Regions from separate parts of the Gossypium hirsutum genome. Here region 2 is linked to region 1. The links are chromatin contacts, called in public Hi-C maps. All regions are on one chromosome and are shown on one strand. Each heading gives the region's core, a stretch centred on a gene start, on an enhancer-like site or on the middle of the called end of the contact. The rest is flanking DNA. Distances are from core to core; before and after follow the strand shown. Region 1 overlaps LOC107924573 (transcription factor UNE12). Region 2 holds the start of LOC107924193 (putative pentatricopeptide repeat-containing protein At1g12700, mitochondrial).

Evidence for each region. A called contact is a pair of places that touch in the nucleus more often than the background predicts.
Region 2: a contact with region 1 is called in a Hi-C map of leaf, with 2.8 times the contacts expected there. The contact joins the promoter of LOC107924193 here to the enhancer-like site in region 1. A contact is called at or near these places in 2 of 34 Hi-C or Micro-C datasets (cotyledon and leaf).

The regions. Positions count from the first base shown.
Region 1 is chrA11:14,806,630-14,813,282 of Gossypium_hirsutum_v2.1, reverse strand. LOC107924573 (transcription factor UNE12) reads right to left here. Exons shown (of 7, transcript XM_016855086.2): 2 at 5,554-5,673; 3 at 4,936-5,001; 4 at 4,262-4,327; 5 at 3,709-3,786; 6 at 3,337-3,604; 7 at 2,822-3,133. The coding sequence ends at 3,371. Among protein-coding and RNA genes, the nearest start is that of LOC107924573, 4.2 kb to the right of the region's middle. Within about 2 kb of position 2,967, at least 9 of the 9 cell types and tissues checked have an H3K27ac peak or open chromatin away from gene starts, as enhancers often do. A contact at or near this core is called in cotyledon and leaf, where this site is marked.
Region 2 is chrA11:14,963,856-14,970,508 of Gossypium_hirsutum_v2.1, reverse strand. LOC107924193 (putative pentatricopeptide repeat-containing protein At1g12700, mitochondrial) reads right to left here and starts at 3,763. Exons shown (of 1, transcript XM_016854524.2): 1 at 682-3,763. The coding sequence starts at 3,224. The coding sequence ends at 1,332. It overlaps LOC107924194 (histone H1), which reads right to left and starts at 5,261. Exons shown (of 2, transcript XM_016854525.2): 1 at 4,939-5,261; 2 at 3,896-4,837. The coding sequence starts at 5,121. The coding sequence ends at 4,193.

The DNA of each region.
Region 1 (6,653 bases), core at 1,718-4,217:
TCATGTATTTGTTAATTCTTATGACTAGGGAAAAAAACTGATATTTTTACCAAGTTTTCCGAAAATAAGAAACATGGACAATAGTGGCTATGCTATGGCAGCTTAGTATGATTCAATGCTGTGTGCATGTCTAGGGAAGTCGGGAGAAGGCAGGAAATGCAAGAAAAGTAACTAATAATGGAACAAGACATTGACATGAGATGACAAGAGAAAAGAGGAGGTACCCTTTTGCCACATCACATATTCCACATGACTTGTAAAACCTAAAATAGTGCCCATCAAATATGAATATAAAAGAATTCAATTACCCCATTTCCATCAACCAAATTCACTTGGTTCCATTCTTTTCACATGGCCTGTTTTCAGTTTTTACACGTAATAATTAAAACTAATTTTGATCCCTTCTAAGACTAAGGCTAAGGCTGCCCGTAAATGGATACAAGTACAACCGTAGTTTGCTTTTAATTTTATATTTGTTTCAAATTCATTTAATAAATATTTAGAATTATTTTATTTATAGTATATTTAAAAACAATAAATATGTTAATTTATATCTAGTATGTTTATTACTCAAGATTGGTTCATTTATTCATCCGACCCAACATTGTTGGATCAATTATAAAGTCGCTCATCTCAGCAGTTAGTTACACTCCACGCTTGTCGTTTTTAATACCATAGGCTGTGTTTTTCTACCCTTTTGTCCTCTACACTTGGGACATGTGAACTCAACACTGCCCTAGTCGTTTTCGTTATTGTCTCCTCCAAGTCACGAGTTTCTATTCACGTCTCTTTGAGGGAGATTCTGAAAATCCAAATGATTAGTTATTGAGGAATTACGTACTTGTTATTTGTAAAAAATATAACTCACTCTCCTTTTTTTTTAATAATTTTATATTAATAAGTATTTATTTTTTTATTTTTTATTTACAAATAATTATTACTTTTTTAAGAAAAAAAACATTATTTAAATAAATTTATATTATTTACATGTGTACTCGACTAGTAGTAAATAGGTTCTTCTTGAACAGTAACATTACTGGTACAGGAAGCAAGCCCAGGTCAAATATTAACTTAACCAACTGTCATGTAGGCTCAACCGAATCATCCTGCGGCCCAAAAAGATGTTAGTACTTCTCATCTGTTTATTTATCAGAAACTTTTAAAACTTCTTGCACATCGGGAAAAAATTTAACTTTTGGGTCTCCTTGGTCAGGAAAAAAAAAAGGTTAGAGAACAAAGAATAAGAGATGATTGTTTTTCATTTTAATGAATAAAATTAATCCTTCCAAATTAGAACCATAGAGGAAAAAAAAGACTTTTTAGTTCTCTTTTAATCTTAAAATTGATCAAATCAGTCCCTCCAAAAAGAACCATATCAATTTAATCATTGTCAATTAATTACAATGTTAATATTTTTCTTCAATAATACATTTTCTTTTGGTATCAAATTTAACCCTTAAAGTTTATACATTCTAACAATTTGGTCCAAATTTAACTTAATATTTACACATTCTGCCAACATTTATACATAATATGTAAATATCAAGGGCTAAATTTGTTATTATACTAATTAAAATTATGTACAATCAGCGAAAAATATTACTGCAGTAATTAATTGTCCTTAGTTGCTTGTTTTTGAGATTGCCAGATTAAATTACTCCAATTTTTTCGAGAGGGACCAATTTACTCAATATTAAAATTAAAAAAGACCCGAAATGTGATTTTACCAATAATTTATTAGTGTGACAAGTTTGCTGATTCTCCTCTGTTTTCAGCAGAGATGTTGGTAAATGCTCCTATGGTCATGGTTGCAGATTACTGCGGTCCAGTCAAATGGATCTGCTCCCCAAAATGAATATTGTTTTTTTAGTCTCTCTTTTCAACTTAATATATGGTAAAATTAACAGGTCAAATAGTTTTACTTTTAAAAAATATTAAAATCTTGATTTAATCTTTTTAAAAATTATTAAGATATAAACCAATATAAAATTAAAATTGTATTTCAGCTTATTCTCGCCCAAAAAATTCTAGATTCGCCACTACTAGGTAAATTCCCCTTTCAAGTTGCCCTATTCTCCAATTTAGCATGCTTAATTGATAGTAACTTACTGCCAATTTCTTCATTTCATTTTCGACAACTCGGAGATGTACGTTACTAATTCACGAGTTGTTGAGATAAGCAGAAAGCGAGTGCCAGCGGGTTAGCAGCTGAGTGGAAAAATCGTGTTTGAGTTGATCGGTATTTGGTTGCAATCGCATAGCAATGCCATTAACGCATGTTTTGTAGGAGTCAAATTTTGATGTGCCAACGCTGCCTAAAATAATGCAAAACCTTAGATGTTGCGACGCTTCCGTGGCCATGCATTTTTCTCGTTAAAATTTTCAAGCTGAACCGATCTTTTTTTCCCCCTTCAGCTGGCATTTCCATGCAATTTCAACTAGATGATTCAAGTTGCCTTGTACCAGAAGATGGGGAAGGAACTTGATAACATGAAAATGAACTAATGTCAGTGAAGATGTTATGAGTCAGGGTAGGTAACCGACCCGCTGTTGGAAGGAAACACAAATATCTAAAAATAGAGATCCTAATTTAGGCGGCCAAAACAACCCACCCATCAGCTCTTTTTTCCTTCCTTAGGTCCAATGATTTAACATAGAATCCAACAATGACCCACACGATTTGTTTTTCAGAAAGATAAAGCAAGTCAAATTACGTTACCCACGCTTCCTTTATCACAAAGTAACCACTACAAATTCAAGCATCAAGTGGACGGCTCCCCGCATGCAATGTAAAAGCAATGCACTAGGGTTTTCTGAAACGTGAATCAATCCATCTATTTTATTCATTAATTAATAGGAGTTAACCCAATCAACATTTTATAAAATCAGCCAACCATTATCCCTTCTTCTACTTTAGTTGCTACATTCCCCCTTTCCTGTGAAATTACACTGTTACTTACACTAACACTATCAATATTGTAATATTTTATTGTTATAATATGTAAATATACTCATCTCATCCATCTCCTTTTGCAGGTCCCACATCCCACCAAACCCAAAAATCCATGCCCCACCACTACACAAGAAAAGTGCTTCCGTCTTTGTCCACAGTCTCCCCCACCATATGATACACCTACAAAAGAAAAACAAAAGCATATAAGGTGAGCTTTAAAAATTCTTTTCCCTTCAATTCCATCAAAACCCTGTTTTATGAGCATAGCCCAAATAATAAAAAATAATAAAGCAAAGAGTTATGGCATCTGACTTTGATAGCGCCCCCTGAAACTTACTTTCCCATGGGGGACCGAGGAATAAGATCAACTATGGGATGCGTACCGTTTTCTTTTCCTCTTTTCCTCATGTGAGGTGTTTATGAAGGAGGATTTGTTTCCGGCTTAACAACAGAGGAGGTATCCGGAGATTGCGTGTGGTAAATTGCGGTGGCCAGTGAAATTGGCATGACGCAAAGAGCCTTTGATTGAAGGAATTGCATGGCAGCTCCGACATCTTCTTCCATCAGCTTAGCTACTTGTCTCTCTGTGCCATCATTTGACCATTTCTCCCAGGCTGGTTGGCTTCTTCCTCCCTCACCACTTTCATCCTGCTGATGCAAAGAGGAATGCTCAATTGCCTTAACTGAAATGTATACCAAATGCAGATAACAATATCCTAAGTGACACATGCATGAATCATTACTATATTTATTACCTCAACTGACGATAGTGGGAGGTCCGTTACAAGTGGTGCCACTGCACCAGCTGCGCCCAACCTACTCATGCTCAAGACCTGTTAAATAAATAATCACATTAGCTCATTCCTCTTTATTTCCTTCAAATGATTACAATTTACCAGCTCGTAAGAAAACATTATAGACCCTAAAACACTAAATGGGAGAACCCCTCTACCAGAAATGATTTTATGTCATCATCACCCTTTGAACTAGTAAAATTTCTGATATAATAGCATGAACCAACTTTTTACTGTAATTCATATTCCAAAGCCATAAAGAAGTTAAGTTGAACCACAGATGCAAATCAACATTTACAAGTGTATGTTATTTTAGCAGTATTTCAGTAAAAAAGAAAGAATAAACAGATGCAAATCAACGTATATTGAGAATAACTTCTAAAATTAGAATGCACATTCATGCAATAAGAACCACAGACTGATCCCATAAAAACAAGCAGCTCTATTATATGCAGTAAAGCAAAATTCAGAATAAGAAGTATGAAATCAAACAGGTAAACAGAGTTATAGATACCTTAACTTGGAGCCTCAGGAACTTCACATAATCTACAATTTCATCAAGCATGGCCGCTCTATCAGTCTACAAAAAGAAACATATGTCACTACTAATAGCAGTAAGATGCGTTGTGCATAGTTAAACTTTCTCATGGTTTACCTCCCAAGACACACAAATCTACCATAAGGTCACCCATGTCTCAAAGTGATCCCTATAACAATAATCAACTTAGCTAGGTTATACAACAGTAGTTGACGGTAAAGTTATTTAGTTACTAGCTCTGGAATTAGGACATCAATCCATTCAACATCTGTAGACACTGACTTTAACAAACAATAGAGGTAGCTTTAAATGAGTGGGCAAACCCTCAAAAAGTAATAAAGTTTAAAAAGTTTAAAAGCTTTAACGTCACAAGTTTAGTTAAAACTATTGCACAGTTATATGACAAGATGAAGCACATAAGATTGTGACAGACAGCATCAATAGATTACAGTTCTCTACTGTGCAAGCTCCTTATAATATAAATTTAAAAATAAACCAGTTAATCTTAAAAACATTTTTCTTGCCAACCTAGTTAACAGCACTACCTTCATTTGATGATAAGAATTCCAATATAAGAAAAAAGTAATCAGAGAATATTGCCTAAAAACAAACTGGAAATACACATCATTTCTCAAGTAAAAGGAACTGACCTTGTTAACACTAGGAACAAGTTCCTGCAATGCCCGGATTCTTTCGGCAATTCTCTCCCTGCGCAACTGTACCAAAGGAGAAAGTAGAAAAGTTCAATATGTTTAGTCATAGATGCAGCATTTGTTGAGCAGGTTGACTTTTGCAGTTTCACAACACGAGTGGCAATGAACTGCAACTTCACCAACTGCTAGCACAAAACCTGATTTATATAAGGGATTTTATATATCTTCCTTATTTCTCTATAGTCTATAGGACTTTTCTCCGATAGAAATTATCAGTAATCTTTTTCTTTCCATTGCCGAAATACACATACTCAAAGAAAAATGCTCTTAAAATATAATTCTTTTCGGTGAGATTACTTCTACATTGCATATCAACCAAACAACAGAAATAGTATTTAAAAATACAAATTCATTTAAACACCTTATCTGACCAAATAACTCACTATTAAAACACACAATATAGCAATTGTTGCTTTTGAATATTTTCTCAGATAAGGAACTAACTTAGTCATGTCTTTTGTTTCAAGGACAGAAACATTCAGCTGAATTACCGCCCTGTAATATATTATGTCAGTCCCATGTTTACTGTGATTATTTATAAACACTCAAGCTTACCCGCTCAGCAATGCTATGTGGATCTGTGGCCTGTCCTCGTCTAGCCCTCACCCTCGGACGCATTGGTGGTGGATGTGGTCCAGCAGCAACAGTAGCTGGCACTGGTTGTCCATGGAAAACCTGGAAAGTTATACAAGTCGTATCACCAATTATAGAATTTATAGAAGCAGGTACAACTAACATCAACACCATCTCTCCTCTCGTCAAGGTAAGAAAAAAAAAAGGGTAAATGAAGAAATATCATTAAAGCAGATAATCGATTGAGGAGACAACAATCTTATTGTTATTTAAAAATAAATATCTGGATTCTAAGCATGCAGCTGTGGAAAAATGAACAAAAATCTTGACGGATAGCTCCCGATGATAAAATGTCTTGACCGTGACTAATACTTTCAATCTATTTTAATAAGAAAAAGGAATCTCGGATCCCTCTTTCTTCTGTAATAATTTTAACTTCTCCACACTTTCCAACATAACAAGACTGTTCCGAAATTTGACAACTTCCACAGGTAACTAAACTCTTATTAGATGTTGACATATTTTGGCAACTAGGGACATGAAACCTACCAAAGGAAAATATTCCAAATTCAATTGAAAAAGTATAATTTTAATACAAATTAAGGAAGCAACGACAGTCTACCAGTCACTTATACGGCCTTTGGTGCAACACAAAGGAGAGATATTACAAAATTTTCTGTCCCTAGCTTGAAAGTTTCAAGTTTCAACCATGTGTTCTCTACTCCTAGAAAAGTAAAACTTCCTTTTTACTCTTGTTTATTTGCTTGTGCAGGTTTGCCGCTAACCAGCAGTTGATTCAGACTCATGCTTGATTGAATAATTGAATAATGATCAACTGCCAATTAGATTATGTCTCTTAAAAAGTCCTAGAAGAACCTTCATGTATCCTTTCCTTTGTCAATTACCGAAACATGGCATCTCACAACAGTAACTCCCAACCCACCCTGCTCCAAATATTTGTCATTCTTTCTCGTCTTCTCTGCTATTAGACACAAACACACATGACATAACAACATGATAATAATAAAATCAAACAGACAAATTCGCTGTCACCCACAGTCGACAATAAAAAGAAAAAATAA
Region 2 (6,653 bases), core at 2,514-5,013, 160 kb before region 1:
TCAACCTACAAATGACATGCTGCCACATGTAAAGAAATTAAAATTTTTAAAAATATAACAAAACTAAAAAAATCGTTAAACTTCCAAGAATATCATAAAAACTTTTGGAAAGCCAAAAAAAATCTAAAAACTCATAAAATTATTTTAAAAAACTAAAAACTATTTTTTAAAATTATAAGCATGCAAAACTTCAATAAATTAAAAACAAGTCATAACATATAAATAAATAAATAATTCGTTTAGAATTTTAGGTTTAATAGAAAATTTTTAAGAATTTTATGGTACTTTAAAAACTCAAAATTCCTTTAAAATGTCAAAATTTTCATAAAAATGCAAAAAGAAAAGTCATGAAATTTTGAAATTTTCTAAAAATCTAAAATTCCAAACTTTTTCTAAAAAAATTTATGATTTTTTTTTTAGTTACAATTACTTAAAATTTAAAAAATGTTTTTCTATCATTTTTCAAAAATAAATTATGATTTTTTTTAGTTTTTATAATTTTCTAAGTAATAATAATTTTGGGGATTGTTTATGATTTTTTTTTTTTGGATTCTTAATGATTTTTTTTTAAAATTTCTATTTTTTTTACTTTTTTATTTTTTAAAATATATATATATGATTGGTTGGGTTTTTTTTTAACACGGACAATCGGATTGGGGTAAGTAATGGACTATACAGAACTAAAGTAGAAGGTCAAACTGATAAAAAGTTGGAGCAAGTGTCAAAGTGATAATTTAGTTAATAATACATATTAAGCCAAGGAAGAAAATTCATGCCTCCCAGACATTCTGGTTGAAGGGCTACTCTGGAGGACAACTCAGCTTCACTGTGGAAGGCTTTGTTCTTCTAATCTGAACTTGAACCAAGATGAGAGAAGATTTGATTGCAGGCTTACATAATGTAAATGCCATGAAGAAATATTAGTTTCTCAGCTGAGTTTGCCAGCAACTACTCCACAAACACATTATTCTACTGTGATCAAGCAACCAAATTCCCAACTTCTAAGACATTGAATGTTTTCCCACCAACAATTAAATGATTCTATCTTGTAATAACTTTGTCAGAACCAACTATTCCTTCAAATAATCCTTCAAACCATATTGACATTTATACGTACTGCCTTTGCAATTTCCCCAGGATTTCAAACCATAAACTTTACAACAGATTAACATTGAAGAATTGGTATCAGAATGTGAGAATGCTAATAATTCCGGGCTTGAACTCAAATGAAAGTGATGTAACATGTGTGTAAGCCAACACATTTTGAAACCTCCACTCAATATGTTAAGTCTCTGCAGAAGCTCTGTCAAGTCAAGGATTTTGACTGACACTCAAAGCTCGCAAACAAGTTTCACTCTGGCCTTATTAGGTGGCACTTGGACTGGAAATGTAGGAAGTAATTTCAGAGTTTCAAGATATGCTTCATCTTTGGAAAGTAAATCTACAACTGCGGCAACAGTGGATGCATCAGGCGACAATTTTTTCTCCACCATTTTATGAAGAAGTTTCACTACTTTTTGGGTATCATTCTTCTGAGTAAAACCATGCATGAGTGTGTTAAACGTGACAACATTTGGAGCACAACCCTTTTCCTCCATTTCTATTAACAAATCATTTGCCTTTTCAAGTCGCCCTTCCTTACACATCCCATTGATCATTATAGAATAAGTTACAACTGTTGGTTCCAAGCCTTTATTTGGCAATCCATAAAATAGCTCCCAAGCTGTTTCAAGCTTCCTTGTTTTGCACAGCCCATAAATAAGGGAGTTGAACACCTTAATGCTAAATTCAAACTTGCAACTTTCTAACTTATGGAACAGTTCCAGTGCCTCTGAGTCACAATCGTTTTTGCAAAGTCCATCCACATAGATGTTATACGTGCAAGAATCAGGTGCAATGTTACCGAACTGCATCTTACCAAACAGTTCTCTTGCTTCGTCAACCTTTCCTGCCTGGAAAAGACCAGTCAATAAGGTGTTATACGTGATAACCGTTGGCTTAATCCTTTTTGCGATCATTTCCCGGTAAAGCCTCATAGCTTCATTAACCTTCCAGTTTTTGCAATAAGCATTGATCATTATATTAAAGCTAACAACATCTGGTCCATTATCCTTACTTTGCAAGGAAGCAAACAAATCCCCTGCAAAATCAAGCTTACCAGCCAAGCAATACCCATCCATCAATGTGTTATATGTTATTATATCAGGATTTACTCCTCTCTGAATCATTAAATTCAACAACTGATTCGCTTCTTCGAACTTCTCCATCTTGCAGAGTGCATCTATTAACACATTGAAAGTGATCACATTAGGATGCACACCTTGATCCAACATCTCAAGAAACAGACTTTTAGCCTTCTCCAAGTTACCTATGCAACAAAAACCATGAAGTAGGGAGCTATAAACAATCACATCCGGACAAATTCCCCAACCCTTCATTTCCGAAAAAAGTTGACTCGCTTTTTCTATCATACCCTCCTTGCACAGGCCATCGATAATGCTACCATAAATAATAACGTTAGGCTTACACACCCCATTTCCATTAAGCATTTCGTCATATAACCGAAGAGCAATACTCGTATTCCCCATTCGACACAGACCATTAATCAAAGCCCCATAACTAATAACACTAGGCTGACAACCAAATACAACCATTTTCCCAAACAACCTAGTTGCTTCACCAACCTTATCCTCGACAATCAGCCCTTTAATCAGAGATGTAAAAGTTAGAGTATCTGGTCTAAAACCCCACCTAAAAAGCCTACCGAAAACAGCGAAAGCATCACTAATTCTACCCGCACGACATAAACAATTAAGTAGAATATTCAAGGTAAAGAAATTAGGCGAAAATCCAATAGAATCCAATCTCTTGCAAAGCAAAACGACATGATTATACTGCTTAATCTTAACAAGGGCACCTAACAACAGATTAAATGATGACATTGGAGGAGAGGGTTTCATTTGGGTCATCTGATCAAAAAGTTGAACTGCTTTATCGAGAGTAATAGCCCCTGATTTGAGAAATTTGTGAAGTGGTTCTTGACTTGCAAAATTTTGTTTGTTGAGGTTTGAAGATTTGGGATTCTTAGAAAAAGTGGGGTTTTGGCGGGAATTGAAAAGAGATGAGAGTTTACCTATTGGAGTAGATTCTGCATAAGAAGAAGAACATGATCGAGCAGCTCCATTAGCGGCTGAAGCAACGCGAACCATCCTACTGGCGACCATTTTGCCGGATGTTTTTGAAAAACCAGACTACGGAACCTCAACTAATACGCGCAAGTCGCAACTCAATGTTAGTGGATACGGATCTTTTGTTTTATCGGGTCCATTGGGCCATGGACCGAGAGCCTAGAAGCAGACAATTTGAACTTGAACCATCCTATCCTAGGAATAGGGGGGGGGAAGGATTTTCCCAAAAGTCCTTAAATAAATACATATAAATTCATTGTACAAATCTATATTCTATAATGCATCAAAACATATACATATAAATATAAATATAAATATAAATAGATTGGTTATGTAATGCAGTGGCCTTACTTTTTGCTTACCTTAACATAATAGGGTACAATCTTTGGGGTTGATTCTTTTTTAGATTTCATCATCAATCATCATGTTGGTGGAAGAGTCGGAAGAAGCATGGCGCAACATCAAACTTGTTCAAAATTCCCATTATCTTCTCCTTAACCTTTTTAATAACAGATGAGGTTGGGCTTCACTGATAGATTTATAAGCTATTCGACATGTAAATATCAGTAAGAGAAGGATAATATTGCTGACACACCAGTAGAACACAAAAGGCTGGAAATTTCGAGGCCTATCTCTACCCTAACTCCCATGAACTGATATTTGAAGTTAGAAAAAATGGTTAATTAGAAGTTCCACTCGAGAATAACTGAATCCATCAAATTTAGTGAAGCTATCATTACAAACCAACATCGAAACCACAATGAAGCGGAAACAGGTCAGAGAGATCATTGCTCTAAGTTTATCTCATAATACATTCAACTGAAAGTTACATCTAACAACTGTTTCAACTTTTAAACTCACCAAAAAAAAAAAAACCAACTCAAATAAAAATATTAAAAAAGAGATCTGAATGTTATATCTCGTGGGTATACGTGGATCCATATACACCCACTATACATCACTCCAATTTACAATACTACCCCTATTTCGACTAGCCTCCCTTCTCATTTCTTTCCCCTCCTCGTCGTAGCTTTCTTCGCCGGTGATTTGACACTTTTCGGCTTAGCACTCTTCGAAGGAGCCTTTTTAGGCGCGGCAGCCTTCTTCGGAGTAGCTTTAGGGACAGCCGCCTTCTTCCCAGGAGAAGTCCTTGTTGAAGTCCTCGAAGCCTTAGCCGGCTTTTCCTTTGGCTTCGCCTTCGATTTAGCTACGGTTTTTGGCTTAGCAGATGCACTCGCCTTCGGCTTCACAGCAGCCACAGCCTTCGTCTTCGTTGCGGTGGATTTAGCCTTAGGAGCAGCCTTTGGTTTAGCCGCCGCTTTAGCCTTTGTCTTAGAAGGGGATTTAGAAGTTGTTTTAGCACGTTTCCCTTCCTTGGCCTTCGAAGCAGGTTTGGACTTAGCAGCCGGCTTCTTCTTAGCCGGAGCAGAAGCAGTTGTAGCCGGCTTCGAAGCCTTAGCCGAAGGAAGTTTATACGAATTCTTAACCTTGACCAACTTCCCAGCAGCCACAAGCTTCTTCAAATGGAAAAGCAGAAGCTTCTTAAAATTTCCAGGAAGATTCTTCTGTTTCTCTTCAATGAATTTAGTGATAGCATACTGACTTGATCCAGTCTTCTCCTTCAAAGTAACGATTGCATCCTTGACCATCTGTCACAGACAGATCACATATTAACACGAATTCAGATCTGAATTACGGAAACCTACAACATAATCGGAACCATTTAGAAAAAAATTGAATTATGAAATACCTCTTCGTAAGGAGGATGAGCAGGAGGAGCTCGTCGCTTCCTAGGAGCTGCAGCCTTCTTGGCTTTGGGCTCTTTAGCTTTCTTTGCTTTGCCAGATTTGGGATTGGCTGTAGCCTCAGCGGGATTCTCTTCCGCCAGCTCAGGCGCAGATTCCACGGCGACAGTTGGTTCCTCAGTGGCCATTAGAACGCCGAAGTTGGGAAATCGATTTAGGATTAGGGTTTCAAGAGAAATTGGGAAATTGAGGATTAGATCAAAGTGGTAATGCACTGATAATTTCGTCGTGTGAGGAGGTAACGGAAATGAAGGGATTTAAATAGTCATGTGTGAGTTAGACGGTATCCATAAAATGAAATATGATTGGTAGAGACGACTAGCACACAGATCCCTCTCTTCCATAATTTTAAATATGGACCGTTGGATGAGACGTTCATCTATGGTTCAAAATATGAGGGGGATGAAAGGAAGGGATTGGAAGGAAGACATGAGCAAGAACTTTATGTTTCGGGTAGTTTAGGTGTGTTTTTGGTCTCGATTGATTTAAGCATAACTTGAGTTATAATAGATGAAATTTTGTAAAAAAAATTACATCACGTAGTTTATTTTATGAGCTTTTTAATGAATATTTTTACGTGATTTTTGGGCCACTATCTTGGAATGAATTTGGTTTAGAAGCTACATTGGTCAAAACTAGGGTTCATCATGATGTTTTGCGGTTCTATTGGATTTTAGAAGAATGCTTGCTTTTAATCCCAATTTGTTGCATCTCGTTTGATAATAGATTAACAAAGCAGTCTAATGCTTCAAGAATGATGAAAATCGGTTAAGAATTAGATGGAAAAATATTGCCTAAAATGTTATTGAAGTTGAACATGTCCTATTGATATATTCATGTGTATTAACAACCTACAATACATGTGCATACATGTCACCAATTCATAACAAATAAAATTGGCATTGTTTTTATACTCTTTGTAAGCATTACATACATTTAATTATGACCATAAACAAAAATCAATCTTGTAGATTTATTAATCAATACAACAATCTAAATTGATTTTTTTTTTAACTTAGAGAATGATTTTGCTTAGCATGTAAAGTCTATTAATAGAACACATCATCGTTTCTTCCATTCAAACTTTCACTTCGTTAAATTTAATGTCTACTTCGAAATAATTGTAAAACGATGATTCAATTGATTTCTTTTAAATATAAAAAATAATTGTTAATTTTAACTAAAAATTAATAGATTCGTACTTTTATCCTTCCAAAATTTTAAATTTCAATATCTACTATCATAATACAAAATTTATAACTTCACCCCACAACAACCAACTAAAAACATCTTATTCTAGTGAATAGCAAATTGTTGAAGCAAAGTATAGGCTGAATTTATGTGCATATCCTAATCGATGGAGGATTCAACTAGATGTTGAAGTATTATTCGATTCATTAGTTATGAAATGGCTTCACATCTCATCGATTTATCCTACAATACATCACATCTGTCCCGAGTAGTCTATATACGACTCTTAATCCTTTTATTGGCTCACAACATGAGATACAAAAATACATTATGTGCAATAATAGTAGTACTATACGAAATATGATAATAGTTATAATGCAATATACAATATTGGTACAAGTAACTGTAAATTTAAAACAACGGAGTGCATGATTTGACAAAAAATTGTTCTCACTTAAGCGCTGCAAAA